Linked DNA regions of Drosophila melanogaster: region 1 is linked to region 2. A link is a contact called in public HiChIP or PLAC-seq data. All regions are on one chromosome and are shown on one strand. The core of a region is the stretch at or near the end of the contact, and the rest is flanking DNA. Distances in the headings are between cores, read along the strand shown. Region 1 overlaps Rnf11 (Ring finger protein 11). Region 2 holds the start of pan (pangolin).

Evidence for each region. HiChIP or PLAC-seq counts read pairs in DNA pulled down with a chosen protein or histone mark.
Region 1: an H3K27ac HiChIP or PLAC-seq map of the Kc167 cell line shows a contact between it and region 2, with 2.8 times the contacts expected there. The contact joins the enhancer-like site here to the promoter of pan in region 2. A contact is called at or near these places in 3 of 107 Hi-C or Micro-C datasets (the Kc167 cell line and the S2 cell line) and 1 of 6 datasets of contacts at active chromatin or transcription factors (the Kc167 cell line).

Annotation. Positions count from the first base shown.
Region 1 is chr4:326,763-330,805 of dm6, reverse strand. Rnf11 (Ring finger protein 11) reads right to left here. Exons shown (of 4, transcript NM_001272124.1): 4 at 1-2,643. It overlaps PMCA (plasma membrane calcium ATPase), which reads left to right. Exons shown (of 18, transcript NM_001201587.2): 18 at 1,378-2,613. The coding sequence ends at 1,599. Among named protein-coding and RNA genes, the nearest start is that of Rnf11, 14 kb to the right of the region's middle. Within about 2 kb of position 1,470, at least 9 of the 39 cell types and tissues checked have an H3K27ac peak or open chromatin away from gene starts, as enhancers often do. A contact at or near this core is called in the Kc167 cell line, where this site is marked.
Region 2 is chr4:68,116-72,004 of dm6, reverse strand. pan (pangolin) reads right to left here and starts at 2,352. Exons shown (of 12, transcript NM_001258477.2): 1 at 2,024-2,352.

The sequences.
Region 1 (4,043 bases), core at 221-2,720, 260 kb before region 2:
TACATGAGCATACGTAATAAATGGGTTAATGTTAGTGCATCAAAAAATGTTTTATATAATAATTAATTTTCTTTAGCATATATAAAACAATTGTCATAATTTCCCATAACAGACCTGGTGTGTCCTTTCCAGAATTATTATTAGGTAAAAATCTTATTCATATCCTCCACTTTTACTACTACTATTACATGATTAATTGTATTTTGATAATTTTTCAAAAACGTACATTGTTATGATAATTACATATTTTTGTTTACTTTTCAACACCTAAACTCTAGTTAAACATATATTTATTTGCTTTTTAAGAATTAAAAAATTAGTACAGTAAAGCCAAAGTGTTTGTAGTGATCCATTTATAGCGGCAAGATTAATATAAATTTCAACCTTTTTATGACTATTTTACTCTTTCCCACTTATATTTTCTGTATTACTTTCTATCTCCCTCTCTTTCTCTTCATTCTTAAAGGTAATAGGCGGCGAATTGCAAGAACGCTTGATTCCGGTCCCATATAGCAAGAGCAACACTGATCAAGCTGTAAGCCTTAACAATTTTGTTTTATGTTATTTTTACAGTTTTAAAATAAGTCGAATTATTAAATTCTATCTCGGCAAAAGCGTAACTATAAGAATGAACGATGATATACTTGTAGTACGTTTGTCTATTCACTAAGAACACAATTTTTTTAAATCGTCTGTTTGTCCGTAATAATAAGGTAATGAAAGGCAAGGCAATTTAATAGGCGTATTGTGTGTCAACCACAAGCTTAATTTAATATGCCGAATTTTTAACCCACCTATATCCAAAATATATATGGTTATATTTCTTTTTTAATTATGATTTAGTTGGTTTTTCGTGCCCACTGGTTTTGCTTTAAACTTCCATCATGTAGAAGAACGATATACTTAGTTTTTTAATGTGTTTGTTCGTCACCACTTAAATAAAATCAAAAAAAGGTTGTCGCATAATGCATGATTAGGCAAATTAATTTTAGATTGCTGATTAATTGGTAAATTACCGAGCTACAGTCCTCCGAATTATGAACAAAATAAGCGAAATATTAAAAAGAATAAGCAACTCATATGAAGTGTTGTTACTGATTATTTGTCCGTCTGAATTAATTGGTATTTGGATATCCCATTATTAACTTAAGATCTATCTTATCATTTATGTGTCGCATCTGCTCGTAGTAAGAATTGTCAAAATAATATTTGTATTTAATTTGAACTAGAAATATACATAAAAGAAAGTATGTTCATATATGTATAATTGGATCTTTAGCTTGAATGATTAAAGATGTTCTTCTTATACTATTGTTTATGTCCCTTTTGTCACTGTTCTTGGTGTTGTTCTTTTCTTTTTACTAAATGTACGCTTAGATACGAGTGGTAAACGCATTCCGCCAGGGTCTGGACGCCCGTTACGGTGATCACACCAACACATCCCTGGCAGAGGTACTGCGTAAGCAGACTTCGTTGAGCAAACGCCTTTCGGAAACGTCTTCCATTGAGTATGCCGATAATATACCTGATGAGCTGACCATACCCGAAATTGATGTCGAACGTCTATCATCCCACAGTCACACTGAAACTGCAGTTTAAATTTCAGTGGCATCCATATCCATATAAAAATAAACCGCACACATTCTCAGAAATAACAATTCTAAGAAATCCTTAGCACAGCTTGGAATTTTTATAAAAAAAGGTTTTGTTCAGGATAACAGCAATGTAGCTGTGAATTGGTTAAAAAGCATTTTGTAATTCAGCAAAAATAATCCGTAAAAAAAATGTAAATTTCTAATTTTTTTTGTTAGTATGTATGCTAACAAAATATATAAAGTACTTAATATTAATATAATTGTAATGCAAGGGCATACATACATTGATTATAACCACCTTTAACTCAAAATGTAAGCGGATCGGTTTTGTCTCGCACACTGAAGCCATTAATTAATATTTTATCGTCTTACATGTAATAAATGATTCAATGAATAAACATGTTTTATTTACTTACACGTGGAAAAGGTTAGCACTATAATAAATCGACCAAACGGTGCAAAAGAAACAGAAAAGCACGGATCTATAACGAGGACCAGAACTTTTTTCAAATTTAAATGTTCGTGCTATTTCGGCAAAAATCCTCAGGTACTCTGTCTTGAATCAAAAGCCAGAATTCATTCATCTAAATCTACGCACGTATTGTTTCGTAATTAAGATAATAAAGAACAATCCGACTCTGTTGAAGTTAATTTCATGGCCGTCGAATTGCTTTGTGAGCTAAGCTGCAAACAATACGTATGTTAGTAAAAATCGATCATAAGAAATAGATGAGAACACATTTTCGCTTTTATCCTGTAACTTTTTATGCTAAGCTTGTTTTTTATTTCATTTTTAACAATTCATGATATAGTAAAAAACGAAAGGATTCGTCTTCGTAAACTTTAAAATTATAAGAATTATTCTGGACATTCACCATGTATGCTATGAGCAGGAGAGAGCCAAAAGGGCTACCCAGAATCCAACAAGACCCATACTTATACAGAAATGAAATGAATGCCGGAATTAAATAAATCTCACATTTTATTTAATCTTTTTTTGTTATACCAAATATAGAATTAATGTTGGTAAAACAATTTATATATATATTGTAATAAGTAATAAGTAATAGCTCAGTGTAATAGATATTGAATAGCTCAGAGCGTCTGTTCCGTTTGAATCGTTTTATTTGAATGAATCCTATGTTGCTGTCTTTGGGTACAGCTACCCGTACATGGTGTTCTTACATATTGTACATATTGTATATATTGTATATACATATACATGTGTATGCAGAAGGCATACATATGTTATGTATGGCTTGACCACTTGAGCTGCTAAGTGCATGCTCAGCATTCTCACGCTCCGCGATCGGCTTATGTATAAGCGTTAGATCGTATTTCATTGGCTGGAGTGTTTATGTAAGTGCATGTGGTCTTTGATGTGAATTATGTTTATTTGTGTTTGCAACAAAGTGTCACAATGTATGTACGTTACTTATATATATGTAGAGTAGAGTTATAGTGAGGGTAGATACACTACACCTCCCTTTTTAGAGAAATGACGTAATATATGTAGTCATTTAATTAATTAAAACATTTTTTTTCTTATATTATTTCTTATTTATCCTTTCTATTAGAAAAAGTTTGGTCTCAGAATAATTTGTGTAAAAGAATTTTTTTTTTTTTATATTTTTTTTTTTTTTTGTTGTTTATAATTACGTTATGCTTCTATTTTTAACTTTCTTAGACAAAAACTTATTAAATTTTTTTTTTCGGTTGATCAGACCCTTTTTTTTTTTTTTTAGTTATTTATTTTGTATAAAACGTTTCATTAATTATATATTTTTAACCTATCCTTATGAACTTTCTGTTCTTTGTTCTTTTTATTCCTAATTACTATGTTATTGTTTTCTTCGATTCTAATTACTTCGAATGGCCCTAGATACGTTGGTTCTAGTTTGTGACCTGTTTCGTTTCTTATTAAAACGTTATCTCCTACTTTTAGTTTAAAATCGCTAACTTTGTTATCATAACTGGTTTTCTGTTTTACTTTATTTCTTTCTAATAATATGCGTGCTCTTTTATACGCGTTTTCTAGTCTAAATTTAACTTCTTTAGCGTAATCATCTATGTTATATATAGGGTCTATATTATCTATGTTACTAAATTGTTTTGCTAAATTACTAGTCTTACCAAATACTAGTTCATATGGACAGTAATTATGCGTTACGGATGGTGTAGTGTTAAAACAGTACACAAAATATTGTAACCATATGTCCCAGTCAGTTTTATCTACTGATATATATGAACGAATGTACTCATTGAAGGTTCGATGACTTCTTTCAACGGTACCTAATGTCTGGTGGTGGTGTGCTGTAGACGTTATATTGTCTATTCTCAGATATTTGCATAAGTCGGCTATAATGCTATTCTTGTATTCTGTTCCCATGTCCGTAATGAACGTCTTCATTGGACCGTACTTCAGAATGAATGATTCAAATATAGCTT
Region 2 (3,889 bases), core at 1,103-3,602:
TTTCACACCAAATACATTTTATACAATGTTTTAATACATTCAAGTTGCGTTACAACTAGATTTTCTAAAGTATTAACAAATATTATTCAAATGCGTCGAAACAAAGGAGAAATAGTGGATGCGGGTAATCACCGCAGGGTGATTAGGTAAGTCGAAGTCGATTTCCACGACTTTCAGATATCCATTACTTAGCTAGTAAGAACGCTTGGTATTTATTTATTTATAAGTGGAATAAAAAACTTTTCAAAATTTGGCAACCTTTTGTGAGTATGAATAACTAATATGGAAAACAAATATGTAACAAATTTGGCGTAACCAAGCTTAAATTATTTAACTTATCATTATTTTCGATAAGTTCTAAAAATAGTTTAAGTAGTAGTTTAGTTTACAAATACTTTTAGAAGTGATAGTTTCTTTTTCCCAATGATGATAGAATATATATATATATAAATATAAGATATATATAAAAAAAAGCATTTTTAAAAGTGTTAGTGTTGTTTTGGCGTTAGAGTGGGCGTGGAAACATAGAGAGATTCCAGAAACTGCATGATCAACTTTATGCGGACAGTCAGGCAGGATATATAATAATATAACACAGCCGTACAATAATTATATTGATAGGTTCCAAAAAGTCGTTTAAAAACGATTTAGAGGTTGAGTTGGATTTGGAAATAGGGAACCGATTCACAGAACATTTATATTTTTTATTCTAAAGTAGTCACGCCAGTAATAGCGAGGTCTATCTTGTTCATCGTTTTAACATTTGTGGATATTATATTATTGTATTAATTTGTGGATATTATTACGTGCACAGTAATAATTAATGAGGTGAGGTCTATATTTTTTGAACTTGTATATATTATAACCTCTCCGAAAATGAAGAAGTCGTTTAAGTAAAATATACATTTTTTTACTCAATTTCTAAAGTCCAATCTTAACAACACTTTTATTCTGATGAAATATTGCTCGGATATGACGGATTATTTTAAATGAAAAAGTTGTATTAGAATAGGAATTTTCGTGTCTTTAAAAGCGTAGTGCAACAATTTTAATAAGTAACTAATAACTATACACATAAAAAATGTAGGTGTTATCATAATATTATTTTGTTAATTTCTTTAAGGTCTTGCAATTTACACAACAATGCATGCGGTTTAAAAATGCTTTTTATGTGTGTTCTCCATCTTCACACCTTTCCACAAAAAAAGGGCTGTAGTTACTAGAAATCTTCATTTCACAAAAAAAAAATAAATAAAAAAAAATAACCTTGCCCTTGCATTTTATTTAAAATAAAAGTTGTATCGACCTGCAAGGACAAATTCTTACTCACTTTTCTCGGAACTAAATGATTAGCAAAATGGAAAAGCGTATGTAAAATATACATACATAGCGATTTGTCACATTTCGGCTTTGGAGGCACGGCGATTTATTCATTACCTGACTGGGCCGTCGGAGATTTGAACTAAACGGATAGGTAGGCAGAACGCGCTGAGGCAAATAGCTAACTACATACTAGTTTAAGGTAACAACTTTGTCGACGCCGACAGCGGCAATAGCAAAAACAAAGCAGAATACGCATCGGCTCAAGACTAATGACACAACGAGTTTCTATTTAGAAACAAGATTGTGGTGTATCAACAGGTAGAGACGAAAACGACAGAGTCTAAACAAAAATATATGCGTAAAACAGAATACAGAAAACTGTATTTTCAGCAAATAAATAAACAAACATCAGGGTGTGTGTGAGTACTGTCGGCTCTCTGCATTCGAAGCAGAGGATCCAATGCCGTGTTTACATATACATGCATAGTTACACGTATACATATATCTATCTGATGAGTATCTACATATATGAACACGACAATGTGGTGTTAACTTTATATTTAAGTTATTAAAACAGAAAATCGGATCTGAAATTAAAATGTTCCCTGAAGAGCGAAAAAGTGCGCACGTTTGACTTTATTGTATAACTTGACCGATGACTGTGGATGTTATTATATTGAACTTAAGCAGGGACACTTACAGTGATGATTTGATTAAACAATCCGAGAGATTAGAGCAGTAAAATTTGAATCCTTTATACGTTAGTTTACTGAAAAGCTATCCACAAAGCCACAAATTTGCAGCAAACTTTTCTGTTATTAAGCACACTTACATGTGAGAAAAATACTAATTGAAAAAGGTTTCACAGTTAAAGGCATACACGCATTAATTAATCAGACACAATATTTTTGTATGTCATACATACATACGTATACTTTTTATCAACACACTTGCACGAGAATTCATTCTTGGGCCAGTCAACGAGTACCGAACGCAGCTTTGATCGCTGCTCTGCCAGCACACGAATGCCGATAAACACTCATATATATATTTGTTTTTGGCTGACATACACTTATACTAACACAGGAAGTTATATATGTTGCATATATGTATATTTATTCATCAAAGCACAATTGGGTGCACCCGCGACGGTAAGGTGATATATTTACACATTTTGTACTTTAAATCAGGCGCATAATTAATTTATACTGAAACAGGCACAAAACAAAGAATGGTACTCTAAAATAATTCCCGGTTCAAAATGTTATCAGATTTAAAACGCCGTACCACGTCTGCGTTGATCGAATTTTTTTTAAATTAGTGCTGGAATAACGACGATGGCAACTGTCGATAAGCAGGCGTGCATCGATGTTCTGCCGCGACAATTCTCGATATTTTGCTTATATCGAATGGCTCGATTAGCATTAAATAATCAAAAAAAATTATAACAAGAATTTTCATTTTTAACTTTTCAATGTTTGTTAGATGTTAAAACACAATAATAAGATTTTTTATTATTTTGGTTCGCTTAAGCTAAAGGTCGATATATTCATTTAAACTCCTAATAGCGGTTTGGGGTCATGCTTAGTTTTTAGAATGGATTATGTACATGATAAACTCATGCAGTTTTCACCCATACGCTACAATTTAAAGATATCGTATTTCGCTAATCACTGAACTTGTCGGGCATTGCCATCCTAATTTTAAAGTTTGGTTGTCGATTAACATTGTACAAATTACATCTCAAGATGGCTGCTCTTGATACGTGCAGATTTCAGAATGATACTTCGAAAATTCACCTCTCGGTGTATGTAGAATTCAGGATGGTAGTTCTTCATATGTGCATAAATCGTATGGCAGCTCCCGATATGTACAAATATCAGGATGGTAAGTTTCAAAATGTGCAAAAATCGGAAGGCACCTCCCGTGATGTGGGAGTTGCCAGGTGGCAACTCATGATATGTATAGGTGTATTTCCCATTAAACGGGCCAGCATTTGACCATTTGACCAGCATTGCCAAGCGTATTTCACCGATCCACGTCATTTTTAAAATAATCGAAATCGAAATGCGAGACCGTTTCTGAACTAGCAGTTGCCTAGCATCCTCCTAAAATTCATGAAGTTATATTGTATGGTGTGCCCCAATACAAAAATTAAAAACATTTATCAATCTTTCTTCATTTTAATTATAAAAATGTATTTAAAAACACTTGGGCCTGTTCCAATTTAACTGTGATGTTATTGATAATGGTAAACGATATCATATGATACGCACACTTTTAAAATTTGCCTTGGACCCAATTAAAAAAACTGACCGCAAGGCGGGATGATCTCGACGCCGAGATATAATGGAATCAAATTAGGCATGCAGATTCAGTTTGTTAAAAATATTTGGATGTTTGGAGAACACGCATAATAAAAAAAAGAGATCAATTTCGTACGCCCATAACTTCTGTAATGAAGCTGTAGTTCTACGTATTTTGGAAAGACCCTATGGCTTAGCCGGTCTCGAGCAACAGCATAGATATATTAGCTTTATACAAAATCATTTAAATGCTTAATTTT